Regions from separate parts of the Sus scrofa genome. Here regions 2, 3, 4 and 5 are each linked to region 1. A link is a contact called in public Hi-C and HiChIP or PLAC-seq data. All regions are on one chromosome and are shown on one strand. The core of a region is the stretch at or near the end of the contact, and the rest is flanking DNA. Distances in the headings are between cores, read along the strand shown.

Region 1 (5,685 bases), core at 2,317-4,816:
CCTGACCCCCTGGGCGGAGCCAGGAATCAAACCCGCATTCTCAAGGATACTAGTCAGGTTTGTTACCATGGAGCCACAACGGGAACTCCTTTCTCAGCCTCTCTCCACACCCTGCTCCCCAGTTCCCACAGCTTCCCCACCACAAATTTTAAGAGCACAAGGGAGCCCGCCTTCATGGAAGCCAACCCAAGGCCCAGACTTTTTTTCTGTTGAGCTGTGATTTCAAACACCACGTCCCATAGGCTCAGAGACCCACCTTTCCCAAACTGAGATGTGTGCCCGTGTGCTGGGGGCGCCTCAAACACCATGCAACTTCCAACTTGCTAAAGCATCGATTTTCTTCAATGGCGGGGCCCCAACCAAACGTCTGGATAACACAGAACCTATGCTGGTGCTACGGGAGGCTGATCTACAAAACCAGCGTGCCGCTTTGAAAACGAAAACACGGATTTCAGAAGTGTTTGTTGTCCACCAGATGCCAAAGGGAGTGTCCTCCTGTGGCCTTCAGCGTGGCTGAAGGCTTTGTGATGGCACCGAAATTCTTGGCTGACAGGGAAGCTGAAAGATCATTCAGACTGATGGGGGTCTTGATGGGGGCTTCAGGAAATGCAATTATTTGGGCTGTAGGCTTCCCCGAAGCCGTCAGTTCTCCTCCTCTGAAAACAATCATCTGGTCCCACAGTCACCAGCAAGCTTCAAAATCCCTAACCCCCAGCTCGAGGTGCTTATCTAGAAGCAGGCACAATAGGAGCAGCTAACTCCGAGAAAGGCTGTGTGACATGAAAGCAGGGCTAACCTCTGACCGGGTAACTATTACTATGAGGCTTTCGTGCCCAGGTTTTCCCCACTTGGCTCCCCACACCCCTAGGGGGCACACCTGCCCCCACCAAAGAAAAAAAAAAGACCTCAGTCCTGGCCTCCCTCCTACCACAGATTTGCAAGCTGATGGCAAAGTTCTCCCCTGCAGCCGCCCAGCTCTCTAAGAGCCTGCAGCTCCTTCCCTAACCGCCACAGACATAACCCACCCTGAAGAGGCCCTCTGGACAGTTCCCAGCCCTGGAGCTGCTCTCTCTGCCTTCTGGGGTGGGGGTGGGGGTAGGGGGTGGGAAGCAGCACATGCTTCAGAGAACTGTGTCTGTCACATCACAGAAGCTTAATCAAGATGTGCTGAGTACAGACCCACAGATCTCCAAACCCTCCTGGGTAGGAAGATCCCCCCTGGAGCATTTAGACGAGCCCCATGCTTTGCAGAGGGTGTGTCTCTTCGACCCAAGAAGGCTCGGCAGACCCTGCCAGGTCCCTCTGGATCAGGTTCCCAAACTACAGTCTGATAGCAGTTGAGTGCTTCACGAATAGCTTGTTATAAAGGCAGATTGAACACAGTAGAAGATGCTTCGCAACACATCCCAAGTAAGTGGAAACAGTAATTAACAGGATTGGAGTATTAGTTTAACACATAGGACGGTGTATGTTGGGTCTCAGTGTACAAATGCATTTCTCACTGTGGATCAAGGTCAAAAGCGTTTCAAAAGCACTGGCGTGAGACGAAGTCTAGATGATCCTCTAGACTTTCCCAGACCAAGGTGGACTAACTCTCTCTGAAGCCCCAAGGCCACCCCGAATTTTTTAACATTTTGCATTTGAATTACTTTCTAAAGGGCAAGTATATTTGAGCTGGGCAAAATTTCCAATACGTTCCTTTGTCTTACTCTCCTGGCCGATTATCTGGCCCCCAAAGGCATTCGAATTTGCTCCAGGCATAGAGCCTGCACTCTTGCAGTCACACTCAAAGCCACCTAGATGGTTCCAGGTCCTTCTAACTGTCCCCAGTCTCCTGTCACCCAGATTAGACACTCCCCAGACAGTTGGAGACCCATCCAAGCCTCCCAGCACATCTCAGTATTTGCTTCCTTCCCTTAGTGGGTACATCCCACTCCTCTGAATGGCTATAAAAGACTTCCTTGCGCTGGAACTGTTCTTCCATGGCCTGGCTAAATGGCCCTAGACCCATGTAGGTGAGCCGCATTCTCAGGTCAGCCCATGTACACACTGCTCAGCCCTAGGAGATATACCCCAGCCATAGGTGGCTCTGCAGATACTCCCCAGCTCCTGCAGACCTCCTTCACCCCTGGGACATATCTCAAGATCTCAAGATGGCCCCAGAACCCTCCAAACAGACTCTAGCCTCGGGTCAGCCTATAAAGACATTCAACAGTGCCTACAGAAATGACCCAAGCCAGCTATATGACGGAGGGCAGGCTTCAGTCTCGGTCCAGGTCCTGTGGACGCCCCTAGTCCTCTAGGAGACGCCCGGTCCATGCCCCCCGGCACCCCAGACCCGTCCCGGGGCCTCGAGAAGGCCCCCCGCTCGGCGCCAGGCTCCGCCGCCGCTACCGGGCCCAAGGCCGACCCGCTAAGCCCTCCAGGCCCCGCGGCGTGTCGGGAGGACCCCGGGACAAGTAGCGACCCGACTCCGCCCCGCCCACCCCGATAGGCCCGAGCCCCGCCGCTCGGACCGCCGCCGCCATCTTACCCCGCCGCTCGGGCTGCGGCTCCGGCCCCGGCGCGGGGCGGGGCGGGCTGGGGCGGGGCTCGCGAGCAAAGGGAGGAGAAAGGAGGAGCTAAAACGCCGCCGAGCTTGCCGGGACTTCAAGTACCGAGCACCGTGCCGTGAAGGCTGGTGGGAAGGCTTCGGACTCAGTTTCCCAGCAGTCAACGGGGCAGATGGGCCGGGTGCGCGCGACGTACGCCGGGAGACGTAGTCCGCGCGTCGCCTCCGCCGCGCGGGGACTGCGAGGGGATGAGGGGTGAAGTGGGCGGGGTTGCGGTAGCGCGCGATTAAGCCCCATAGTGCCCTGCACGCGCGCGGAAAGAGCAGCGGAAAAGGAAGTGCCGTAAAGAGCGCTCAGCCTGACAGGTGCAAGGGAGTTGTAGTTCCGCGGAGTGAGCCGTGGGGGGGGGGGAAGCAGGACTGGCTGGAAGTTGCCCCGCCCACATTCTGGGGATCCCAGAATCCTGATGCCCAAGTTCTCTCTAAATTTAGAACCAAGAAGCCCGGCCCTACAGCTTCCTCCTCATTTACAACAGAAAAATCCAAATCCGATTCCTCTCAGAGCCGAGGGGTCCGGACTCACATTTCCCTCAGAAGTCCGAGCCCTCCTTCCTCTTAGATCCAGGAGTCGGGCCTTCATGCCTCCCTCAGACCATTCCTGGTCTCAAACGCCTTACGCGAACACAGGGGTTCGGGTACCCCATTCCAATTCCCTCGGATCCAGAATATTGGGTCCCCCCGCTCCTTCAGCCCTCGGACCGATGAGTCCGGGCCCTCAGCAATCTAGAAGCAAGGACCTCCAGAACTCCTCCTTCCAGGACCCAGGAGTCCAAACCTCCAGTCACAATCTCTCCTTGCGACCCAGGGGTCTGGGTCCTGGGCTTTCTCCTCCTTCAAGACTCGGAAATCCTGACCCTAGACCCTTCATAACCCAGGCGTCCCCGCTTGGGCGAGCTGGCTCATGAATTAGGAATGCAGTGATCTCACGGCCCCTCCCTTCCCGGTTACCCGCTGGCCCCCCTCCAGGGCCCCATCTCCCCTCCCAGTCTGTCTTCCGCTAGGCTGGGACAGCGGGAACCGGAAGCCTGGGTCCCGTAGCGGGCGGAGCCTCCATCACCCAACCCAGATGCCAGAGTCGGGAGCTTGGCTTGGGTCCCAGGACAGAGGTTAATTTCCCCTCAGGACTCGCTCCTTCCTCAGAGCGCGCCTATATACGGCCGCGTGCGCAAGACTCAAGCCCCGCCTACTAGAACAAGGCCTCGGGGACGGTACCCTGAGAAGCTAGCTGCAACACAGGGTTTCTCATTTACATAGTCCCACCCCGAACGATTTTCCGGACCCGTCTACGAAGAGAATAAGAACTCTTATTAGCATGGCTCCGCCCCCCCGGCCCGCCAGCCGAGAGCGCGTGGCGCTGCTCGGGGTGAGCACAGTTCTCTCATTAGCATGTTCCCGCCCCATTCGGAATTCCCCTTCTCAGCGACAGCCGTACTCCTATCCGTATTAGCATAGCTCCTCCTTTTCCCAGGTCTTGCCTGCCTCTAAGTGTCCCAAGTAAGGAGCCCTTCTTGCTGGAGCTCATGTTTATGCAGTACCCTTATTAACGTGGTCCGCCCCTAGGCCCCGCCCGGTCCCCCCCCCCGCCCCAGGCGGTAGCGGCGGCAGCGGCAGCGACATGAGCAGCGGGGCGGCGTCCGGGACAGGGCGGGGGCGGCCCCGGGGCGGGGGGCCGGGACCCGGGGACCCCCCACCCAGCGAGACACACAAGCTGGTGGTCGTGGGCGGCGGCGGCGTGGGCAAGAGCGCGCTGACCATCCAGTTCATCCAGGTAGTGGACCTTCACCCCGGGGGGTGCCCCCGGGACCCACCCAGACCTGAGCCCTTGGCGGGATCCCCAAGACTCCGGCTTCCCCTCCATCCATCACTGAGACCCTCTTATGAGGCTTTCTAATCTTAAAAATGTCCCCTCAGATGTGACCCTGAGCCCCTCAGGGCCTCCACCCCCTACATGAGGGACCTTCCTCCTGTCCTTGTATCCTGAGACCCACCACCCCTACCCCAAGTATCCAAAGCCCCGCTCCTCTGCTGACCTGACCCTGGATGCCTCCTGGGAGCACCCTAAATCCAGAAGAGTCAACCCATTTAGACCCTAAGCATTCTCATGGGCCCCCACCCCGCTCGGGGCCACCTCCTCGCACCCTGAGCCCTACCTCTCCCAAATCCCTGACCTCAGCTTCCCCTCTGAGCCGCTCAGTAACTGGGAGAATGCCCTTGACATTACCCCAACCTGGCTGTTTAGCCCCTTCAGAGACCTCCACCAGAAAGTAGAAATTATGCCCAGACTTGGCCCCTGAGATCCATCTAGGACTCCATCCCACCCCTGTCCTCAGGGAGACCCCCTCAGACCCAAGAGACTGCAAAAAGATCCTGCCCCTTGGCCATTCCCACTAAGACTCCAAGTTCTGGGGATCCCCCATCCCACCAGATCCAGACCCCTACCCTTCCTCAAGGAAAACCATCCACTCCTCCGTCGTGAGTTTTCCTCCACTCTGATCTCCTGAGCCCCTCTCAGAAATTCTGGTTAGCCCCCAGATCATTTCCATGGAAGAAGCCCCCAGAGTCTTGACACCTCCAGAAAGACCTGCTCCTTTGGAGTTTCTCTGACCTCTTAAATGTATCTCCAGGTCTCTACGACTCTCTAGACATGTACTTATATTCTATGACAACCCTCCCCCATGCTCTCCAGCCCCCAGTTCGCCCACCTGAGCTTCTCCCGGTTTACTCTGCAGACACACCCCTAAACCCCCCAGGGCCAGGCCCCTGCACTGCCCCTTACCAAGCACCCTCCACGACAGGCAGGATGCAGCCTTCGGACCCCCAGCAGCTGCCAGATCACCCCTTCTCTTCTGAAAATCCACCCTTGCCCAGGAAACTTCCACCCCTTTCCCCAGGGGAAACTCTCCCACCTGGGAGAAACCCTAGAAAGGTGTCTGCTCCAGGGATGCCACCCCTGAGGTCCCTGGGCCCCAGACCCCTGAAGAGACCCCAGACAGCGCGTGCATGGGAGCTCCTGTCTGGGTAGAGAAAGGCCCCAAGCCCTGGGCCCCTTGCACCCAGGGGCAGACCCAAAGCTG
Region 2 (5,685 bases), core at 1,571-4,070, 180 kb before region 1:
ATCGCCAAACCCTCTGTCCCAATGGTCACGACCCCACGTGGCTGACCCCATGCCCTTTTCCAGCTGCCACTTCAGGAGTCTTCACCCTGCCAGCCTGCTCGTCAACAGGCAGGGTGGCCCACGAAGGGGCCCTGAAAGCCTCCCACCACGTCCTCACCCAGCCTCTGCTCCACTGTGCATGCCCCCGGCTCATCTTCCCAGGCTGACCAATTTCTGCTCCGTCCGTGGAAACCCAGCTGAAAAGCAGCTCTCTGGGGATCCAGAGCCTCCTCGAAGCCCCCGAAGCCCCCAAGCCAGCCTGGGTTGTGTCTGTCTGGCACACCGGTTGGCTCCATCCTGGCCATGCCCTGCCAAGGCTCCCCAGGCCCTCAAGACAAAGTCCACACTCTTCCCTCTGGCTCCCGCCAACCTCTCCCAGGCTGTCGCCGGCCCTCTCTTGCACAGCCCAGGTTGTAGCCACCTCAGCCTGATACCCGGGGAGCACGGGGCAGGAAGGAAGCGCCCAGAAGCACACAGAACCATCCAGGGAAGTGGGGAGACGTTTGGAACAAAGAGCATAACAACACCTGGAGGGATCTTTCAAACAATGTTTTGAGAACACCCACAGGACACCTGACGAACGTTCTAGCAATGAAGCCACAGAAAGCCACACGTTCTATCACAGGGCACTCTCCAGTTAGCCTTTCTTAAACCAAAACCATCTATCTGAAAGCAAAAGCAGACCAGCAGGGCAGCAAGAAACCCAGAAAAACCTCAACAGTAAATAAACCTCCAGACAAAAAAAAAAAAAGTAGTGGTTGTTATTTTGTATCTTATCACTAATGGATATTTTCCAAATTTTCTGTGAAGTACATAGATGTTTTCTGTCCAAAGAGTAAAGACAGGCATGAAAAAAATGTATCTTTTAAGACCTTAAAGAATAAAAACAAAACAAAAAACCTAAGCAAGCATGCTCTCCCCCTGGGCAGGTGGTGCTGGGTGGGATTCCAGCAAGGTCTGAGATCAAGAAGAAAAGCAGAAGGTACTGGGGGAAAACCGGGGGGGGGGGGGGGGCGCGAGGTTCCCTGCTTAAGTGTCTGAGATGGAGGATGGCTGCTGCAGCGCTGGCTGTGAAGGCACCACTGCCAGGGCGCACAGCGTCTGAGAAAATGCACTCAAGGCACACGACTGCAAGAGCCTTTGGGGTCCAGGTGGACGCACTTAAGGACCCAGTCGGTGTGAGCTCCAGAGACACACGTATGGGAAACCCCGCTGACCACGTCTGAATCTGGGATATGAAGACCAGGGGTGCTAAGCTCAGGTCTCCCCTGGAAGAGCAGAAAGCGCATCAAGATGCAGGACCACGTTTAAGGATGAGACCTAAGTGCGATCCCACAGGAGAACTCACACCTAGGCAGGGGAGGGCACGATTTGGCTGTTTCTCCGACCTGGGATGTGTTGTTTACTGCACAGGAAGCCCATTTAGTACTTGGAGGGAGGATAGAAGCCTCAGGGTGCATGTTTAAGGACTCAGGAGGCGCTTCTGAACCAGTAGACACAAATGCTAAGAAAGGGGGAAGGCGGCGGAGGGAAGGATTACTTTTAAATTTAGACAGACGTTCAGAGTCCGGATGGCTACGTATAAAAGTCCATGACACATTTTTAAGGCTCATGCAGACCTGCCACAGCTCCCCGCCAAGCACAACGCCGGGGCAGAATGTTTTAAGACAGCTTGAGCGCCAGGATAGAACGCGCATCCCCGCGAGAGTGTCACGGTTCGGCAGTCCGTGAAGCATTGAGATGTGGCTTTACCGCTCCAGAAAACCTTATAGAGCTTTCTGAGAAGTGTATGCATGTTTCATGGCTGGCGAAGCATCTGTAACTTAGGGTACCTGCGAAGCTAGATGTCGAAGCCTGCAAAGCTAGACTTGCAGCGATCGGTAGGGGCATCCCACATCTGCGCGAGCGTGCAAATAAATCCTGGGCGCACACGCCACGGGCGCCGTGGAGGGGCGCGTGGGCCCGAGGAGAACGCCCCCGAGGGCAACACCTGGGCGCGCGCGAGTGCAAGACGCGAAGCCCCCACTCGCCGCCGTCCCCCAACCCCCTCCCCCATTTCCAGATTTCCTGCCGGGAGAGCGAACAACTTTCCCATTGGAAAAACAAGCGCGCACGCTGCCCGCCCCCCACCCCGCGTTTAAATCAGGCCGCGGAGTCAGCAGTAATCTGAGCGCTCCCCGCCCCCGTACCCCACCCCCGCCACCCCGGCCCGAAGGCGAAACAAAGGGGAGAGACCGGCGCGTACCACCTGAGGGGTTTCACGGGGGAAGCCGGCCCCAGGCGGGACCAGCCTTCGGGCCACCCGAAAGACCCCTAAGAGAAGTGGGTCGCGGACAAAGACGCCTGCCGGGGAGAGGGGCCTGCGGGGGCGGGGCCGTGGAAAGCTCTGGAAAAAGGGCGGGGGGCTCACCATGGGAGGGGCCGAGCGAGCCCGGATCCGCGGCGGCTGCGGACCCCGGGGACTGGCGGGCCAGGAGCGCGAGCGGGCGGCGCGCACCGTGAGGAGCGGCAGGGGTCGGCCGCGACCCCCGAGGGGGCCCCCAGCGCCGGAGCGGTGCGGGGCGCGGCGCGGACGGACCATGGCGGGCGTGGGCCGAGCGGGCTGGGGGCTGCCACGGGCCGCACGGGGGGCTGCGGGTTCCACCGACTGAGGGGCGAGGGCGCGCGGCTTCGGGGGAGACGGGCTGGGCTGTACCAAACGCGGAGGACGCGCCGCTGGAGAGGGGTTGCTGCGGCCAAACCACTGTGGTGAGCGGGGGAGCGCGGCGCCTACCAAGAGCGTCTGCGAGGGGGCGTGGCCGGCGTGTACCAAAATAGAGCTAGGGGAGCCCCGGGAAAAGGAGAGGGTGTGGGGGGCGGGGAATTCGACAATTGGAAGATACTATGGGCCGAAGGGGAGGGACCCAGAGGACGTGAAAGAAACAACTTCGGCGGGGGCGTGGCAGGAAAGACCATGCCGAAGCGTCACGGGGGGGGCGAGAGGAACGTAGAGGACGATACCAAGATCGGGATGGGGGGTGACATACCGGGAGACCGTACCCTGAGTCCCAGACCCTCGGAGCCGGGAGACTATATCAAGACACATCAGGAAAAGGGGGAGGAAGGAGTAACAGACCTGGGGGCAACGGAACCTACGTAGAAGTTTGGGGATACGGATCGTACCAGGCCTAAGGCGAGGACTTGAAGGCTGTGACGTGGCTAGGTGGGCCAGGGACCACAACTCCCAGCGATCCCCGCGCGGTATGGGCGGAGCCAGAGGTCCCTGGGAGACACTGCCAGTGATATCTGCGTGCCAACTGGCCCCCGCGCCTTAGGCTCCACACGCCTCCCTCCGCACCTCCTCCGGCTTCTTGCCACCCGCCTTTCAGGGCCATTCATTGATTCGCTCATTCACTCAAGAATTAAACGACTGTGTATTCACTTACTAGAAGTTGTGTAAGATTTCTTGTTTCAATTTCCCTGTTTCTTAAATGTGGGTAATAACTAACCATTCATTCATTGATTCTCTCATTCACTCAAGAATTTAACGACTGCGTATTCACTTACTAGAAGTTGTGTAAGATTTGTTTCAATTTCCCTGTTTCTTAAACGTGGGTAATAGTTAACCCCAAACGGTTATGAGGAACAAATGAATTAAGAAAATAGGGAGTTCCCGTCGTGGCGCAGTGGTTAACGAATCCGACTAGGAACCATGAGGTTGCGGGTTTGGTCCCTGCCCTTGCTCAGTGGGTTAAGAATCCGGCGTTGCCGTGAGCTGTGGTGTAGGTTGCAGACGCGGCTCGGATCCCGCGTTGCTGTGGCTCTGGCGTAGGCCGGTGGCTACAGCTCCAATTCAACCCCTAGCCTGGGAACCTCCATATGCCGCGGAAGCGGCCCAAGAAATAGCAACAACAACAACAAAAAAGACAAAAAGACAAAAAAAAAAAAAAAAAGAAAGAAAATATTAGGGGAGTTCCCCTTATGGCTCAGCGGTCAGCGAACCCGACTAGCATCCATGAGGAATGGGGGTTTGATCCCTGGCCTCGCTCGGGGGGTTAAGGATCCGGCGATGCCGTGAGCTGTGATCGCAGACGCGGCTCGGATCCTGAGTTGCTGTGGCTACAGCTTCGATGAGACCCCTAGCCTATAAACTTACATATTCCGCGGGTGCGGCCCTAAAAAGAGAGAAAAAAAAAAAAAAAAGACCAAAATAAAATAAAATATTAGGAAAGGTATTTGGTACAGTAATGACCTAAAATGGTAATTTTTCTTTTTCTCCTTTTAAAACCATTAGTAGCACCGTTTCCACTTCTATGCTGGGCAACGAGTATACTGTGATGACCAAAACAAACCAGGTCCATTGTAAAAAAGTAATCGCAGTTTGTGGTTAAGTGGTATAAAGAGAACAAACACACAGGAGAGTGGGGTGGTGACCATGAGAAGTCAGGAAAGTGACCATTAGGCAGCCTGCAATTCCACTTGGGCTGGAAGAGTGTGCTAAAATGAGGGGCACAAATCTTGAGAGTGGCAGAAGAGGGAGGCCAGCGTGGCTGGAGCAGAGTAAGGGTAGAGCAGCGCTGTGGAAGTGTGGAGAGTGGCCAGGTGCCTTGGGGTGGTATTTGGACTTTAGTCTCACCTTGCTTGGGAACCACCAAAAGGTTTTTGGCAAAGAAGTGGCACAGTCCCATTTACATTTTAAACAAATCATTCACAGAAGGCATAGCATCATGCATACAATGTCTCTACAACTCTACAGAAGAAGCTGCACCCAGAGTCACCTCTGAGGACAGAAGGCAGCAGCAGAAGTGGGGGAAAGGGGTCCCACGGGTGGAAAGCAGAGTCAGTTTATTCCTTTAGACGGTTTGGGATTCTTCCCACATGCAAAGTTCACCTACCAGAAAATAATTTTTTAAATATTTAAATCTCCTTCTCAGATCCACCTATCAGAGTATTGACAATAAAAAGAAAAATAAACAAATGGGATCTAATCAAACTTCAAAGTTTCTGCACAGCAAAGGAAACCCTAAACAACACAAAAAGACAACCCACAGAATGGGAGAAAATCTTTGCAAATGAATCGACGGACAAGGGATTCATCTCCAAAATTTATAAACACCTTCTGCAGCTCCATACCAAAAAAACAAACAACCCCATCCAAAAATGGGCGGAAGATCTAAACAGTTCTCCAAAAAAGACATACAGATGGCCGAGAAACACATGAAAAGATGTTCAACATCACTCATTATTAGAGAAATGCAAATCAAAACCACAGTGAGGTACCACCTTCCACCAGCCAGAATGGCCATCATCCAAAAGTCTACAAACAATAAGTGCTGGAGAGGGTGTGGAGAAAAAGGAACCCTCGTACACTGTTGGTGGGATTGTAAATTGGTGCAACCACTGTGGAAAGCAATATGGAGATTCCTCAGAAAACTAAACATAGAACTACCATGGGATCCAGCAATCCCACTCCTGGGCATCTACCCAGAGAAAACCACGACTCGCAAAGACACATGTACTCCAATGTTCATTGCAGCACTATTTACAATAGCCAAGACATGGACACAACCTAAATGTCCATCGACAGAGAAGTGGATCAAGAAGATGTGGTACATATATACACAGTGGAATATTACTCAGCCATTAAAAAGAATGAAATACCGGCAT
Region 3 (5,685 bases), core at 1,563-4,062, 180 kb after region 1:
GGAATCTCCGGGGATTCTTGGTATGGAGTTTGAGTGGGATCAGGGTGTGGGGTCTCAGAAGATGCTGGGTGTGAAGTTTTGGAGGGATTGGGTTTGAGGGTCTCAGGGGATTCTGTGTGTGGAATTTCAGTTGGGTCAGGTTTGGGGGTCTCAGAAGGTTCTGGGTGTGTTATTTTGGAGAGGTTAATTTGGGAGGCCTCCAGAGATTCTGATATTGAGGTGCTGAGTGAGTTAGGTTTGGGGGTCTCAGGAGACTCTGGGTGTGGGCTTTCTCGGAGGTCAGGTGTGGTAGTCTCAGTGAGGTCAAGGGAGGAGGGCTCAGGGGAAACCGCCTGAGGTGTCTTCAAGGGCTCAGGATAAGCAGTCCTGGGGGATTCTGGGCTAGTCCCACGGAGAGTGGAATTTTCGGAAGCCCGAGGGGAGGGCTGGGAGGAGTGGCCCATCCCGGGATAGTCAGAGCCCAAAGGCAGTGAGGCTGCAGGGGCGGCCTTGGAACCCAGCCCAGCGAAGAGGAAGACAAGGAAGAGGATCGGGCTGAGGGATTTCATAGCTCCAGGAGGTACCTATAGCACAGGAGGAGCGAGAAGGAAAGAGTTAAGGCCAAAAGACGCCCGGGAACCTCCGCCGTCTCCTGAGGCCACGCCCACTCCTGGAGACCACGCCCACTGGTCCCCAGGTAGACCCAGTCCCCGCACTGCCAGGCGCCAGGTTAAGGAGGAGGGGCCGTCTGCAACTCCCTGAAGCCTGTGGGGCGGTAGCCACCGTAGCTAAGGGAGACCGAGGCGCGGGGCTTCTTGGGATTTCCCGTTTCCCGGGGGCGGGTGTGGGGGGGATCCTCAGGAAAATTGGGAAAGAATGACAACTTTTCAAGCCCCTAGACCCCTTCGACTTTGGCTTCGAAGGGTGTAGACCTCTGAGGGGACACGGGATCCATTCCTCCCCAAGGGCCCTGGGGACAGCTTGATTCAAGAGTTGTTTACATTAGAGGAGGCTCAGAAGGAACAACTGGGGGCTGGGGTGCTGGGGGCCTAAAGCCTGGAACTGGGAGTGGGGGAGGGAGACTCTCAAGAAGGCTGCTTCGGAGGAGTTCGCTTGTGGTGCAGTGGGTTAAGGATCTGGCGTTGTCACTGCAGCACTGCAGTGAGATGGGTTGCTGTGGTGGCTTGGGTTCTGTCCCTGGCCCAGGAACTTCCACATGCCTGCTAGCTCAAACAAAAGGAAAAAAAAAAAAAAAAAGTGGCTGCTGGGGATTCAGACTCCTGGTTCCTGGTGGGGCTACTTTCCTAATTCTTTCTTTCTTTTTCAACGACAAAAACCCTAATACTTTAGAAAGGAGAGGCCTGAAGTTTCAGATGCCTAGACTTGAGGGAGCAAAGCTTGAGGCGATGGATTAAGGGGAGAAAGGAAATGGGTGTCTTGAACTCTTGGGCTCTGAGCTAGAAGGAGATTGGGATTTCTGAGCCTTGTGTCACCTGGAGGTAGGGGTGTGGGGGTCTGGATTCCTCAGCCTTTGGGAGGAGAGAGCTGTGGGGCAGGACTCAGGTCTCTGCTTATTGAGGATGGAGCTGGGGTCCCAAGGTCTCAGGGGCTGGCCTGAGAGCAGAGATGCCTAGGTCTGTGGTCAGGTCGAGGTGGGGCTGGCAGATCCCCAAATGGGACAGGATCACTTGGGGTTCTGGGGGCTCTTACCTTCTCAGTGGGGTCCAAGATAACAACAGGTGAGCAGAGCTGGATACGGAGATCGGTGACTACTGCAGAATGGCTCTGGGCGGGATGGCAGGAGGTGGGGTCCCAGGAGCACAGGTGACGCATCTGACCCCCTCCCTGGGGATGCTGGGAGCCTAGCAACAGGCTTGGGCTTTTAAAGGGACAGAGGTAAAGGACTTTGACTCTGGATTGGGGAAGGGACTTAGGGACTGGATCTGGCCAATCAAGCTGCCTTCTGTGGCAAAGCACGGGCCGAGCTCTCTGCCCTCTCCTAAGCCTGAACGCAAGAATCCAGGTCTCTGCTAGTCTCTCACTTCAAGACCCAGGAGTCGCACCTCAAGACATCTTTGCTCAGGTCCAGAAATCCAGGTCCCCAGGCCTCCTCTCTGGGGAACTAGGAGGCCAGGTTCCCATGTCCTGTCAATCACAGACCTAGACTGCTACTGCCCTTTGGGGTTTCCTTTGCCTACCATTCCATTATGAGAGCCATGTCTTAAGATCCAACTGGGGGATCTGGGCCTTACCTTCACACCACATCCAAATTTCCCCCGGGAAGGCCTTGGACACATCCTCAGGGTAGTCAGGTCCTCTCTGTCTCTTACCCCTCTTCGCCGTGTCTCTAAGACGTCCCGGATTTTGCCAGCACTAGACTTGCGGTCACACCCACTTCCACACATACCCTTTGCCTTCTCTTGCACCCCCCATCTCTCACGCCTGCTGCATCTGCAAAATGCAGAACTTCCCAGGCAAGGGATCCAACCCATGCCACATCCATGACCCCAAGCCACGGCAGTGACAATGGCAGATCCCTAACCCGCTAAGCCACCAGGGAACTCCTCTCACACTATCTTTAATCCAGGTTCTCATCCTGCCTGGATTTATCGCTGGATAGCTCTGTCCAGGCTGCTGTCCTTCTCTGTCCTTCTGCCTTTCTGAGAGCACTTTACCTCATCCCTCCATCTCTAGCTGGCTCTCTTGGTTCCTTCCTCACTCTTTTCTCTCATCCTTTCTTTCCTTTTCTCTGTCATTCTTTGTCCTTCCCTCTTCTGGTTACTTCATCTCTTTGTTTCTCTGCTTCTCCTCATCAGTCCCTCCTCTGTTGCTTCCCCTCTCTTTCTCTCTCTGCATCTCTGGCTTCTGCTCTGATGGTCCTTCCGCAGGCCTCTATTTTTATCCCTCTGACACACCCCCTGTGTCCACTTCTCTGTCTGTCTGTCTCTCCCCCTCCCGATTCTCTCGGGTCCCAGCTCCTGGTCCCAATTAGTGGGTGGCCGCCAAGGCAGCGGTGAGGCCCCCACCCCCGGCTCATTACCGCTGGCAGCTCCTAATGAGCCTGAGGGGGGCTGACCCCGCGCCCCCGGCCCCCTGGTCTGCGTCATTGCCCACTGCGGGGGTTGTGAAAGCGATATAAGGGGGCTGCCAGCCTCGCTGCCTGCGGAGCCCATTGTGCGGTAGGAGGGGGGGCCTGCAAATGGGCTGCTGGGAGTGGCTGGATGGTGGGGCAGGGGTTCTGGGCCAGAACATGGGCCTCATTGAGCTCTTTCCTGTCTCTCCACAGGTGATGGAGACCCACCAGGTACCCAGGAGCCCCCGGGTGCGGCTGCTGCTGCTGCTCCTGCTGCTTGTGCCCTGGGGCCACCACGCTGCTTCAGGAATCGCCCTGCCCCCCGCGGGGGTCTTCAGGTACAGCGATGTCCAGGTCTCTCAGGAAGGGGTGGGGACTCAGTGGTGGGAAGAGACCCAAAGAGAATGGGGAGGGACTCAGTGGAACAGTGACCTAGAGGGAGGAGGACAGAGATGCGGGGTGGACAGAGAATGAGCAAGAAAAAGATACCAAAGGATTCTGAGAAGGGCTTTGAGAGACTTGAAAGCAGGAACAGATTTGTCTCTTGAGCAGCGTTTATTGGGTCTCCGGTGTGTGCCAGGCATGCGCTGAGTGCTGGGACCGGACAGGTGCATCAGACTCGATTTCTGTACTCAAGCAGCTCCAAATCTGGTGAACATAATAGAGACAGAGACCCACACAGAGAAAGAGAGAGACGGGAGGACAGAGAGAGACGGCGCAGTAACAGGGCTTCCAGTTAGCCCGAGAGGAGGACAGGAGGCTGCAGGCGGCGGGCGGCGGGCCGGGGGGCGCCGACACTCGGTAACCTCTCTCCATTTCCCCGCAGACTCCGCACCCCCGACGGGGCTTGGGCGGGTCCCGCTACCCCGCAGTCGAGGCGGAGCTTGGCGCTGGCGGACGACGCGGCCTTTCGGGAGCGCGCGCGGCTGCTGGCCGCCCTCGAGCGCCGCCACTGGCTGAACTCGTACATGCACAAGCTGCTGGTGCTGGACGCGCCCTGAGCGCCCTGCCCGCCCCACCTTAATAAAGACCCTGCTGTTCGGATAGCGTCTCCTTCCTGTGCGTCCAGTGTGTGTGTGTGGGGGGGGGGGGGTAAGGAGGAAGGCCCTGCATCAGCTACGCTGGTGTCTGGTCTCTCAGTTCCCTCTCTTTTTTTTCTCATCTTTCTCTCCACGCGTTCCCTCTCTCTCTCTGTCTCTGCTGTACATCACCGGTCCCCCCGCCCCAGCACTGTTCCTTCCTCTCACTCTGGGCCTCTGTTCCTCTCCACCATGCGTGTCTGTCCTCGTTCCTGGGAATCTGTTTTCTTCTCTTGTTCTCTGCAACCTCCCAGATCTCTGTCCCTCTCTGACTTACTGCCCCTTTCTCTGGGTCTCTGTCCTCTTCTGAGTCTCTATACTTCTCATTCACCCTCCCGGCTTCCCGGCCCTATGGGGATCTTTCTCCTCTCTCTGGTCTTCTGCCTAAAACTCTTCCTTCCATTCTTAAATCACTCCCCCACCTTCTTTTTTCTCTGCCTGACTCCTTTGTGTCTTCCTTTTCTTTGTTACATTAGGTCTCCGTCTTTTTTTATCCCATCTCTTATTTTCTCTGAATTTCGCTCTTTCTGCTCCCGTCACTTTCCCATTTCTCTTTGGACACAGCGGGAAGATGTGTGTGGGGGTGGGGTGGGGGGGCGGGCTCTAGAGATGCATCTGCCATTCAAGACCAGCTTCCCCTAAAGCTATCTTGTGCAATTGGGAAGGGCTTCTAATCTTCTAGCCTCCTTTTCCCGTTTGAGACTTAAACCAGACACACCATGAGAAGACTAGCACGGGACTCGTCACAAAGCAAAACTCATTATAAAAAGGTTTCCTCCTCGCGGTAGCGTGCGGCAGTTTCTTCAGGGTTTTCTAACTTCGCCTTCCCCGGGGGATCATCTGGGCGCCCCGAAGGGTGGGAGGAAAGGAGAGCGGGGACCAGCGTCAAGATCCGGGAGGCATGGGGCGAAGGTTGGGAAACACCTGGGCCACCCATGAAAGAAGCGAGGAAGCAGCCAATCAGAATCTGCCTCTCTCTCTCTCTCTCCTCCTCTCTCGGCTCCGCCAGACCTTCAGCCCCACCCCTCAGTGGTGACCATGGTAACGCACTCACAACCAGGCGCTGAGCTTTCTGAACAGCTTTCCCAGGGAGCAGCTCGTGCGGACCACGCTCTGATTGGTCTAGAGAAGAAGGTGGAGCTGGGCGCGCCGACTTTGGGAGAGGGGGCCGGGCCAGCGCTTTGTGATTGGCACACTCTCCCGTAATTTGCATTCCGAGAGGCGGACCGTGCTATTATTGGCCCTTAGGCTGTGGGGTGGGGCCTGTTTCCCGTTACTCGGAAATACTGAACTATGAGTAAGGGCATTTCTAACCACCAACCATCTGCAGTTGGCCAAATTTTACAAATAAACAAGACTATGAAAGTCAGGAGTAATCTCCCCAAGTTGTCAGCACTAGCAAAGGCCAGTAAGATAATCGGAACTCCCAAATTCATGCAAGTTGAGAAGTCTAGACAATTCCACTACTTTCATAGAGAAATATAATTAAAATGTTATGTGCAATTACTATATTTTGGGCACGCTTCCAAATACTGATGTATTGGTTCTTTCAAC
Region 4 (5,685 bases), core at 1,477-3,976, 160 kb after region 1:
TTCTTTTTCTGGCATATGGCAGTTCCAGGTTAGGGGTCAAATTGGAGCTGCAGCTGCCAATCTACACCACAGCTCATGGCACTGCCAGATCCTTAACCCACTGAATGAGACCAGGGATTGAAGCCACATCCTCATGGATACTGGTTAGATTTGTTTCAGCCACGCCATAATGGGAACTCCTCAATTATCTCTCCACTATGAGGTCCCTGTCTCCAGACTGGAGGGCCAAGCACAGTTGCATTTGTCTCCTGCACGTGACCTGAGGTCCTCAGGTCTCTCTCATTCTCAGCATGTGATAACCAAGCCCAGGGCCCTTTCCCAACCTTTCTGATACCCTCTTCCTTCTGGGTTCATCATGGAAAGTGAGGTGGGAGGACAGGGATTGAGCCAGATCGGAAACCATGTACCAGACCCTAAATCTTTGGGTTTTGAAGCAAAAGACCTTTCCTTTAGCCTCCCCTCAGTCTCAAAAGGCTGACTCAAGGAGTTCCTGTTGTGGCTCAGTGGTTAACGAATCTGACTAGGAACCATGAGGTTGCAGGTTCGATCCCTGTCCTCGCTCTGTGGGTTAAGGAGCCGGTGTTGCCGTGAGCTGTGGTGTAGGTCGCAGACGCAGCTCGGATCTGGCATTGCTGTGGCTCTGGCATAGGCTGGCAGCTACAGCTCTGATTAGACGCCTAGCCTGGGAACCTCCATAAGCCACGGGTGCAGCCCTAGAAAAGGCAAAAAAAAAAAGACAAAAAAAAAAAAAAAAAAGGCTGACTCAAGAGTTAACGATTGGGAAATAAAACCAGTTAAAACAGTCTCCATTATGTTATGTCCTACCTTGGCCCACTAACTTCTTACTAATATTTACTTTCTATTATTTATATATTTCTTTTTCTTTTTTTTTTTTTTTAAGGGCCAAACCCACAGCATATGGAAGTTCCCAGGCTAGGGGTTGAATCAGGGCTGTGGCTGTTGGCCACAGCCACAGCCACGCCAGACCTGAGCTGCGTCTGCAACTTACACCACAGCTCATGGCAATGCTGGATCCTTAACCCAGTGAGCGAGGCCAGGGATCGAACCTGAGTCCTCACGGATACTGGCCGGGTTACCACTGAGCCATGACGGGAACTCCTAATACTTTCTAATTATCTTGCACCTAGTGTCCGGTTTTTCACAAATGATCTCTTCCTTGCTAACTGCTTTCTTTTACTCACGGTTACTTTCTAGAGTTATATTGCGCCTAGTGTTTTCTCTTCTAATTCAAGCACTAACACCCCTTCCCTGTAAGCAATCTTCAGTCCACAGAGGTCAAGGAATGATAAGCACGAAGACAACCAGAAACCATCACGGGACCCGCTGATGCCGGCCTTGATGACACTGAAATGATCTATGGGTGCGAGTAACAAGGACCCCTCAATCAATAACCCTGACTCCCGAGCTAAACCTGTAAAACTCCTTGATATCCCCTCTCCAGGCAGGGCATGGTTTTGTGGCATCAGCCTGCTGTGTCCTCCTTTGCGTGGCAAAGCAATAAAGCTCTTTGTTCCCTTCCTTAAAACTGTCTCCGAGGACTTAATTGGGACTTAAATCCGAGGCCACATTTTCAGCCACAGACCCGCGGCCTTGTCCCTGCCCTCTCAACACGCAAACCCTGTCCCTCCTGCGTCTCTGCCTCACTCCCTCCTCTCCATCTCCAGAGCCTACGGCAGGCTCTGGTCTCACCATTATTCCAACCTCCTTCTTTCCCTCCAGGAAAGGCCAAGCTTCTCACGCCCGGGCGCTAGAGGGCCCTGTGCCTTCATGATGGCCCCGTGGGGGAATGCTGAGGGTAGTTACAGAAAATTCGAGGCACCCTACTTTTATAGGGAACCCCAAGAGCGTTCTTGGGGGACCCTGAGGGATCACGGGAGTCTTATGGAAGTCCTGAAGAATACGGAGGGGTCGCGGGAGCCCCATGGGGTTATTCTGAGGGGCTGAAGGTTATTACAGAAAGTTCTGATGTATTCTGGGGTTCTGAGAACTCCCGAGACTATAGGAACCCCACGAGTATTGAGGTGACCCTGAGGAATCACGGCGGCTCCGCGGAGGTTTTGGAGGTCTCTGGTTGATCAAGGGAGCCCCTCCAGGAATTCCGGGGAAACTCGGGAGCCATAGGATGTTCTGAGGAATCAACGGTAAGTCTACACGTGGGTTCTGAGTCCTCGGAAGATCACGGGAGCCCCCCAGGGAATCGCGGGAGGTTATGAGGGGGCCTTGATGAATCACAGGACCCCCTCGGGGGATTCTCGGAAGCACCCTCGGCGAAGCACCACCGTGAATTCTGGACCATGTAACGGGACAGCCACTGGGCCTCATGAGAAGAGACTATCGGGCTGAGGCAGCAACTCTAAGAAGCTCAACAAACCATCCTCCAGGGGTGGGTCCTAAGGAGTGGCGGGAATCGCGGGAGCTGAGAGGGGCGGAGTTACTGAGCTGCCGCGGTGGATCGTGGGAGTCCGCGCGCAAAACTCGGCTCCGAAGACTGGGGAGGGGGATGGGCAGCGCGGGCCGGGCGAGCCCTCACCAGTGCGCATGCGTGGCTCTCCGGCACGGGTCCGTACTCCAGCGTGGTGAAGATCTCGCTGGCGCGGGATCCTGTACACGTCTCGGCCATCGCGCTCCCCCGCCGCTTTCCACCGACTGCAGGGCGCTCTGCCGGAGGAAACCTCGAGGTCCGAAGGGTAGCACCGCCCCCTCCTACCCAAAGGGCGGGGCTATGGGAGATAGAGCGTAACCCCGCCCAGGACCTGGTGACCCCGCCCATGGGTCTGCGCACGGAAGTGTAGTTTGGATCATGCGCAGTCCTCAGAGCGGGGCGAATGGGGAACGAAAGTGTGAGTGACTTCAAATAGTTGTGAGAGCTCCAGCGTCTCGCTATCCTGTTTGTGTTGGATACCGGAATTGCAGTTTTTAGTCCTAAATACATTTTATCGAGAATAGAATCTAGTTCTGGAACGAGGTGGTTGTTCAGAGGTCAAAAGAGAGTCTTAGGATGGACACTGAAATTAATGTTTTTTTTTTTTTTTTTTTGTCTTTTTGCTATTTCTTGGGCCGCGCCCGCGGCATATGGAGGTTCCCAGGCTAGGGGTCAATCGGAGCTGTAGCCACCGGCCTACACCAGAGCCACAGCAACGCGGGATCCAAGCCGCGTCTGCAACCTACACCACAGCTCACGGCAACGCCGGATCCTTAACCCACTGAACAAGGCCAGGGATCAAACCCGCAACCTCATGGTTCCTAGTCGGATTCCTTAACCACTGCGCCACGACGGGAACTCCATGAAATTAATGTTCTTAAAGTGTGACAGATTTGCCCAGCTACTGGCCGGAGTCGGCTATCCGGAAGGAGCCGGAAGCGTGGCTTGAATCCCGCAGGAAGTGTGGCATTTAGTGACTATCAGGACTTTGTATTGATTGGTTGAGATGAGAGGCGTGGCTTCAGCCTTGGACTAGATTGGTCTGTGATTGGTAACGGAATACAGTTGCAGGATTGATGAAGCGTTGGGGTAGTGTGACTTACTCAAGTTCCTGATTACGCAGGGATCAAAAGAGTGGCTGTAGTTTGCACCTTTGGCACGCAGGACTTAGCATCTAGAGACACTGGCTCTTAAGAGATTTGACGACAGTATCTGGTCTGAGTGAAAGTGTCTCGGGCCAGATTCTCAGGTTTTCATACAGAATAGTGGGTGTCGCGATTTGGTTAAGGGCCCAGGAACTAGTCTCAGAGTTCAGATCCCGCCGATGGTTCCCCCACGCCGGGGTTGCTGAGGACGCCAAGGTCTCTCCCCCAGGGCCATGGCCGACTCGACGTTGCTGGTGCCGGAGCTAAACGAAGCAGAGACGATGGGCACGGAGACGACGCCTTTCGAGGAGCTGCTGCTGCAGGTGCGATTGAACGCACTCCTGGGTCCCTGGGGATTCGGGGAATACATATGTGTGTGTGTGTGTGTGTGTGTCCGTCCGTGCGGGAATTGTAGTTGTTTACCTTCAAGTTTGCTAGTCTCTGGAAGACATGGGAGCAAAATTGGGCTTGTTCTTCAGATTCCTCAAGGTAGGAAGGGGCCATAGTATGTCTTATGCCCTGCCTGGCTAGTATTCATAAAAATTGCTCAGTAAACATTTGCGAAACGAATGAGGGGGTTCTGATAGCACAAAGGCCAAACTTGAAAATTGCTTTCCTTCACACAGGCCTCCAAGGAGCTCCAGCAAGCCCAAACAAGCCGACCAGAATCTACACAGATACAACCTCAACCTGGTGAGAAAGACAGAAACGTAAAGAGAAAGAGATAGTGTCCCAGAGAGAGGTGGACCCTGACTGGGGGGCAGGGGACACAGGAAGAGGAGGGAGGGAGGAGAAACAGTAATGGTGGGGTAGAGAGGCTTTGAGCGGGAGGAGTGATGGAGACCCAGAGAGCAGGGAAGGGGCCAAGAGCCAAAGAGAGGCAGGGAGGACAGGTGTGACCAGCGGGACGAAGACTCAAAGGTAGTCAGAAATTCCAGGGCGGGGAGGGGAACAGCCCCAGAGAGTGGAGGACTAATACTCAAGGAGGGCGACAGATCAGAAGAAGGCTGGACCCCGAGATCCAGGCAGCAACAGAGGGTCACGGCCAAACCCATTTGCTCCAGGTTTCTGCATAAAGACCAACTCATCTGAAGGCAAGGTTTTCATCAACATCTGTCACTCTCCCTCCATCCCTCCTCCGGCTGACTTGACTGAGGACGAGCTGCTTCAAATGCTGGAGGAGGACCAAGCCGGGTTCCGCATCCCCATGAGTCTGGGAGAGCCGCATGCCGAACTGGATGCAAGTCAGTGCCTTGAGAGGCCCCAGGAATCTAGTCCTCTTGGTCCTTTCTTCCCAAGGATCCAAGAAGCCAGGGCCTGAGACCCTGGCTTCCCCTTCAGGACCTAGAAACCCGGCCTCCTGATCTGATCCTCTTCCCCGTGGCATATCCCAAGCCTTCTGGCATCCAGCACCTGCACTGGACAGTCCCGGTTCTGGTCACCTGGCCAGGCTGACTCTTCTCCCTGCTCTATCCCAGGGCGAGAGAGGGCTGGGCAGGTGCTCCTTAGCTGATCTCCTGGCTGGAGTCCCCGGGCAGCTCACATGTGTCCCCTGAAGCTTCCTGGGATGAAGCTTTGGCCAGTGCCCTGGGGAGTAGGGACTCATCAAATCCAGAAGCTGCCCTTGAGAAACTCTTAGTCTTGGATGAGGGCAAAGGAGGCAGATGCGATTTCCATACGGTGTGATTCTGTGCCCCGCTGGAGGAGGGTCTTCACTTGCACTGAGGGATCAGGGAAGGCTTCCTGGAGGAGGAGGAGGTGTTGGGTATAAGATCTGAAGGAACCTCAGGAGTTCATCAGGCCAAGACAGAGAAGAGGGTTCTCAGCAGAGGACAGAGGGGTCCAGAGGCTGGAGGGAATGATCGAATTGGATTGGTCAGTAATTCAGTAATTTCTTTCCAGACCAGAAGAAAATTTTTTTTGAGGGCTGCACCCTTGGCATATGGAAGTTCCCAGGCTAGGGGTTGAATTGGAGCTGCACTTGCTGGTCTACACCACAGCCACCAAATCCAATCCACAGCTGCAACCTATACCACAGCTCACAGCAATGCCGGATCCTTAAGCCACTGAGTGGGGGCCAGGGACGGAACCTGCATC
Region 5 (5,685 bases), core at 2,093-4,592, 150 kb before region 1:
TTGTTTTCTGGGCGAGAGGCCAGAAACCGGCCTAGATCTGAAATACGTTCCAGGTGGATTAAAAATGCAAATGAAACCATAACACTGTATAATCTTGAAGACTGGAAAAAAGAGTTTATCATTGCAGCAAAGCCAGAAAACGTAAAATACAGATCTGTTTCTCCGCAAAAGACTCCATAAACCAAGTTGAAAACGATCTATAAACCGGGAAAGTCGTTGGAACTTAAGTGTTGACAGAAATTTACTACACAGATACATTTTACTAATTAATAGAAACTTAGGAAAATAATACTTTTTTTAGGTGGGGAAGGAAAATATTGCAGGCTTTTCCCACCCACAAAACCTATTTTAAAATATCGAGTAATGGACTTCTCCTCGTGGCTCAGTGGTTAACAAACCCCACTAGTATCCATGAGGATGTGCTTTCGATCCCTGGTCTCACTCAGTGGGCTAACAGTCGGCTTTGCCATGAGCTTGTAGGTCAAAGATGCAGCGCAGATCCTGAGTTGCTGTGGAGTAGGCTGGTGACTACAGCTCATATAGGACCCCTAGCCTGGAAACTTCCATATGGGGGGGGTGCTAAAAAGAAAAAAAAAAAGAAAAAGGGAGTAAATCTCTGAAAGCCACTCATCTTCGATTAAATAATACTGGAGTTCCCCTGTGGTGCAGCGGGTTAAGGACCCCCTGTTGTCATTGCAGCAGCTGGGGTCGCTGCTGTGGTAGGGGTTCAATCCCTGGCCTGGAAACTTCCATATGTCTCTGCTGCAGCCAAAGAAAAAAAAGAGTGCTGTCAGCATTTTACTCTTGTCAAGGTAATTATGTTGGAAGGTTGGAAAACACACGTCCATGAGGATGAGGGGGTTTGGGTAAAGTAAGCTGGTGAAGACGTGGGATAGTGGGGGTGGAAATGAGAACAACGTCTTCCAATGCAGTTTGTCGATATATTTCAGGGAAAAAGGGTGCGTTGCTTTGCACACTCAGCAGTATCACTATATTGTCACATTTATCTTTTTCCTTTTTGATTTGCTGAACGTTTTATGGTGTTGTTTCTTTTGGCTGCACCTCCAGCATATGGAAATTGCCAGGCCAGGGGTCAAACCCCCACCATAGCAATGCCAAAGGCACGGCAGTGACAACAGGGGATACTTAACCTGCTGCACCACCAGGGAACTCCTTTGCTGAACCATTTTATTTATTTAGGTATTTTTTTACTTTTTAGGGCCACACTTGTGTCATATGGAAGTTCCCAGGTTAGGGGTTGAATCTGAGCTGCAGCTGCTAGCTTACCGCACAACCATAGCCACAGCAACTCAGGATCTGAGCCCGGTCAGCAAACTGCACCAAAGCTCACACGGCAATGCCAGATCCTTAACCCACCGAGCAAGGCCAGGGATTGAACCTGCATCCTCATGGATACTAGTTGAGTTTATTACCACCAGCGTATGCCACAACAGGAATTCCTGCTGAACCCTTTGAAAACAAATCCCCCAGGAGTTCCTGATGTGGTGCAACAGGTTAAGGATCCAGCATTGGCTCTGCAGTGGCTGGGGACATTGCTGAGGCATGGGTTGTATCCCTGCCTGGGAACTTCCATAAGCCTTGGGTGTGGCTAAACAACACCACCACCACCCTGCCATCTAGAGTTCCCATCGTGGCTCAGTGGTTAACAAACCTGACTAGTAACCAAGACGATTCGGGTTCAATCCCTGGCCTCGATTAGTGGGTTAAGGATCTGGCGTTGTCGTGAGCTGTAGCAAACAAGGCTGGGATCCTGTGTCGCTGTGACTGTGGCTACAGCTACAGCGGCTACAGCTCGGATTGGACCCCTAGCCTGGGAACCTCCATATGCCACAGGTGAGGCCCTGGAAATGACCAAAAAAAAAAAAAAAAATTATTTCTTAGTCTGGTCAAACACTTAAATCCATGATCAAATTTATCTTGGAGTTTCTGTCATGGCTCAGTGGTTAAGGAATCTGACTATGAACCACGAGGTTGCGGGTTCCATCCCTGGCTTCTCTCAGTGGGTTAAGGATCCAGTGTTGGCCGTGAGCTGTGGTGCAGGTCGCAGACACAGCTCGGATCTGACATGGCTGTGGCTGTGGTGTGGGCTGACGGCTACAGCTCAGATTGGACCCCTAGCCTGGGAACCTCCATATGCCACAGGTGCAACCCTAGAAAAAGACCCAAAAAAAATTTATCTCAAAACGTCTTTTGTGGACTTCTCTTGTAGTGAAGCATGTTAAGGATCTGGCACTGTCACTGCAGTGGCTTTGATTGCTGTTGTGGTGTGGGTTTGGTCCCTGGCTTGGAAATTTCCACCTGCCACTGGCAGAGCCAAAAAAAAGGAGGAAAAAAAATCTTTAAAAGGCAGAACAACAAGAAATATAAAAATTAAATGGTAGAAATAAATCTAAATACAATAGTAGTCACAATAAATATAAGTGGACTAAAGAGATGCTTGGAACTATGGGGAGAATTTGACATTTAGCTTCATTTGTTATTTTATGCACCTGTTTATTCCTCTAGAGGTTTAATGTAATTTAATATGCAGGGTGAATGTCTTCACATTTCTTTTTTTTTTTTTTTTTTGTCTTTTGTCTTTTGTTGTTGTTGTTGCTATTTCTTGGGCCACTCCCGAGGCATATGGAGGTTCCCAGGCTAGGGGTCGAATTGGGGCTGTATCCACCAGCCTACGCCAGAGCCACAGCAACGCGGATCCGAGCCGCGTCTGCAACCTACACCACAGTTCACAGCAACGCCGGATCGTTAACCCACCGAGCAAGGGCAGGGACCGAACCTGCAACCTCATGGTTCCTAGTCGGATTCGTTAACCACTGCGCCACGACGGGAACTCCTGTCTTCACATTTCTTATCAGACATTATTATCTTAAAATGTCTTAATATTTCACAGCTATTAGAAATCAAATCCAGAATGCTGGCAAAACGTTTAAAAGAAAAAAATTTTAAATATCACTATATATATATATATATATATATATATATATATTTTTTTTTTTTTTTGTCTTTTTGCCTTTTTCTTGAGCCGCTCCTGCTGCATATGGAGGTTCCCAGGCTAGGGGTTGAATCGGAGCTGTAGCCACCGGCCTACGCCAGAGCCACAGCAACGCGGGATCTGAGCCGCGTCTGCAACCTACACCACAGTTCACGGCAACGCCAGATCCTTAACCCACTGAGCAAGGGCAGGGACCGAACCCTCAACCTCATGGTTCCTAGTCGGATTCGTTAACCACTGCACCACAACAGGAACTCCTATCACAATATATTTTAATATATGTTTGGATAAATGAAGGTAAATTCTCACAAAAGAGAAAAGATCAATCAAATTGATAACTCAGTGATGATTTAATTTATCACTTTAAACAGGGAGTTAAGAGCCTAATATATGTCACTATAGGATCAGCTAAATTTTTTTGTTACATCCATAATATAGGTTATAATAGGACATCTTAAAAAGACGAAAATACATAAATACATAAAATTTTAAAAGACAATGTATACTTATATGATTTGATAGAAAAAAGTTTGAAAGCAACGTTAGTATAGTAGTCGTATTTGTGAAAATGCGATTATGTGGTAAACTCTCAACATATTTTAGGGAAAGGATTTTAGAAGAAATATTTTCACATTCTGCACGATACACTTTCATGTATAAACTCATGAGAAACAATATTTCTATGATTCTGGAAAATAAAGCACTTCATCTTTCTTTTTCTAATAAAAGCAACCCTCTCGTCTGGTGGTTACTAGGCAACGCTCGCCGGACCAAACCATCCCCAAGGTTTGGGGGGGGCAGAGTGTCGTTTTGATTTTGCTCTAAGGAAAGTTGCTAGGGATTCGTCCTGCGGCCGTCTTTGAGCAGGGCACAGCTGCTCAGCCTTAGAAGGAAACTTGGACTGAGTCGTGGGCGCTGCGAAACGCCAGGCACTGGCGCTATCTCTGAGCGGGGTTAGTGTTTACAGCTACAAAATGGACCTCTGAACCAGGGTGGTTGCTAGGCAACGCCCTGTCACCGTCGCCATCTTTGAGTGTGGCCACGCTGTTTATCAATTACGAATGTGAAACGTACTAATCTATATGATGATTACTAGGCAACGGCCTTGATGCGGTCACTACCTCCAAGCCCAGCACTTCGTTTTGTTTATTAAAGAAATAGAGGGAAACCCGTTCAAAAAGCGCCTACAAAACTTCGGAAATAGAATTAGCCTCCATCTTTGTTCGGGGTATTGTGACTTCCGGCTGGGGCGGAAGAGCCTAGCGGGATTCGGGGGAAGTGCTGGAATAGGGGTTAAGCGATGGATTTGAGTTGGATGAAGAAAGCGGGAACCTAGTCCCCTTCCAATCAGCTGCCCATCTCGCCCTTTGGCGGCTTTGGACTGCAGCCCGATTTAGTGTGACTACGGGCATGCTACAAGGCGGGCACTGACTGTCCCCACGAGGGGACTGGAAGGCGGGTTTCCAGATGGGGGAGGAGGGGACCGAGGGCATGGTACATCTGCTATGCCTCGCGGCATCCAGCGGGGTACCCTTGTTTTGCAGGAGCAGCCGCGGCGGCGCCCCCGCCCGCCAACAGGTGGGGCCCGGGCGCCTGGCTCTGTGAAATAGATATAGAAGGGGTTAGAAACTTGGACTCTGGGTCTTCAAACCCGTAGGGGCTGGGGAAGATTCAGAGTTGCGTTTAGAGGGTCCAGAGTGCAACTGACCAGGGATCCTGGTTCCCTGAAGAGGAGTGGCCAGGGCTTCTAGAGAGAGGAGGGGGATGAGGGCCTCAGTAACTTGTTCTCGAGGAGGGGATTGGAGGCTCCTGTCTAATGTTCCCATCTTTCCCCAGCTCCCATTCTCTGTCATCGGTTCCCTCAATGGAGTTCACATGTTTGGGCAGAACCTCGAGGTGCAGCTGAGCTCTGCGAGGACAGAGGACACAACCGTGGTGTGGAAAAGTTTCCATGACAGGTCTCCAAGCCGTATCCTGGGGACAGGGCCAGGGTGAAAACCCCTTTTAAAGATGACCCGAGACCATCCAGCTCTTTACCTGACTGTGGACTCTTTGTTAGTTACGTCCCAATCCCTGTTTCTCTCTCTCTTTTTATTTTGTTTTTTTCAGGGCTGCACCCGTGGCATATGAAGGTTCCCAGGGTAGGGATCCAATCGGAGCTGTAGCTGTTAGCCCACACCACAGCCACAGCCATGTCAGATCCGAGCTGTGTCTGCCACCTACACCACAGCTCACGGCAATGCCGGATCCTTAACCCACTGAGCGAGGCCAGGGATAGAACCCACAACCTCATGGTTCCTAGTCGGATTCATTTCTGATGCGCCACGCTGGGAACTCCGAACCCTGTTTCTCAGCATGAGAAGCACATTTTGCTGGGATGTGATGTGGCTGACATCCAGGATCAAAGGCAGACCCTACTCTGCTCCCTGCCTGTTTCCTGGGCTTGGACTCATGTCTTCCTTCTCATCTTCCTTGCTCACAGCATCACGCTCATTGTTCTGTCATCCGAAGAGGGCACCTCGGAGCTGAGGCTGGAGAGACTACTCCAGATGGTGTTTGGGGCGATGGTGAGACCCCCCAACCCTCTTTCCCAAACCCAGGAATCTCAGGGCTCAGCATCCATCTCCCTTAGACCCAGGAGTCCAGACCCCCAGCACCCTCCTCTGGAAGCC

What was found. A called contact is a pair of places that touch in the nucleus more often than the background predicts. HiChIP or PLAC-seq counts read pairs in DNA pulled down with a chosen protein or histone mark.
Region 2: a Hi-C map of liver shows a contact between it and region 1, with 2.9 times the contacts expected there. The contact joins the promoter of PTOV1 here to the promoter of SCAF1 in region 1. A contact is called at or near these places in 1 of 47 Hi-C or Micro-C datasets (liver) and 1 of 2 datasets of contacts at active chromatin or transcription factors (alveolar macrophages).
Region 3: a contact with region 1 is called in an H3K27ac HiChIP or PLAC-seq map of alveolar macrophages. The contact joins the promoter of PTH2 here to the promoter of SCAF1 in region 1. A contact is called at or near these places in 1 of 5 promoter capture datasets (fetal skeletal muscle) and 1 of 2 datasets of contacts at active chromatin or transcription factors (alveolar macrophages).
Region 4: a contact with region 1 is called in a Hi-C map of liver, with 3 times the contacts expected there. The contact joins the promoter of ALDH16A1 here to the promoter of SCAF1 in region 1. A contact is called at or near these places in 2 of 5 promoter capture datasets (fetal liver and fetal skeletal muscle), 6 of 47 Hi-C or Micro-C datasets (embryonic fibroblasts, heart right ventricle, liver and 2 more) and 2 of 2 datasets of contacts at active chromatin or transcription factors (alveolar macrophages and skeletal muscle).
Region 5: an H3K27ac HiChIP or PLAC-seq map of alveolar macrophages shows a contact between it and region 1. The contact joins the promoter of FUZ here to the promoter of SCAF1 in region 1. A contact is called at or near these places in 1 of 47 Hi-C or Micro-C datasets (heart right ventricle) and 1 of 2 datasets of contacts at active chromatin or transcription factors (alveolar macrophages).

The regions. Positions count from the first base shown.
Region 1 is chr6:54,683,218-54,688,902 of Sscrofa11.1, reverse strand. It overlaps SCAF1 (splicing factor, arginine/serine-rich 19), which reads right to left and starts at 3,566. Exons shown (of 12, transcript XM_003127346.5): 1 at 3,135-3,566. The coding sequence starts at 3,191. RRAS (ras-related protein R-Ras) reads left to right here and starts at 4,189. Exons shown (of 6, transcript XM_003355998.3): 1 at 4,189-4,379. The coding sequence starts at 4,227.
Region 2 is chr6:54,862,727-54,868,411 of Sscrofa11.1, reverse strand. PTOV1 (prostate tumor-overexpressed gene 1 protein) reads right to left here and starts at 2,820. Exons shown (of 12, transcript XM_003127351.5): 1 at 2,450-2,820. The coding sequence starts at 2,620.
Region 3 is chr6:54,503,276-54,508,960 of Sscrofa11.1, reverse strand. It overlaps PTH2 (tuberoinfundibular peptide of 39 residues), which reads left to right and starts at 2,812. Exons shown (of 2, transcript XM_003127313.4): 1 at 2,812-3,390; 2 at 3,879-4,090. The coding sequence starts at 3,179. The coding sequence ends at 4,053. GFY (Golgi-associated olfactory signaling regulator) reads right to left here and starts at 714. Exons shown (of 3, transcript XM_021094736.1): 1 at 1-714. The coding sequence starts at 548.
Region 4 is chr6:54,526,580-54,532,264 of Sscrofa11.1, reverse strand. ALDH16A1 (aldehyde dehydrogenase family 16 member A1) reads right to left here and starts at 2,726. Exons shown (of 18, transcript XM_021094740.1): 1 at 2,552-2,726. The coding sequence starts at 2,641. PIH1D1 (PIH1 domain containing 1) reads left to right here and starts at 3,508. Exons shown (of 9, transcript NM_001244978.1): 1 at 3,508-3,911; 2 at 4,215-4,281; 3 at 4,653-4,832. The coding sequence starts at 3,822.
Region 5 is chr6:54,828,082-54,833,766 of Sscrofa11.1, reverse strand. FUZ (protein fuzzy homolog) reads left to right here and starts at 3,342. Exons shown (of 11, transcript XM_003127337.4): 1 at 3,342-4,591; 2 at 4,850-4,971; 3 at 5,496-5,580. The coding sequence starts at 4,481.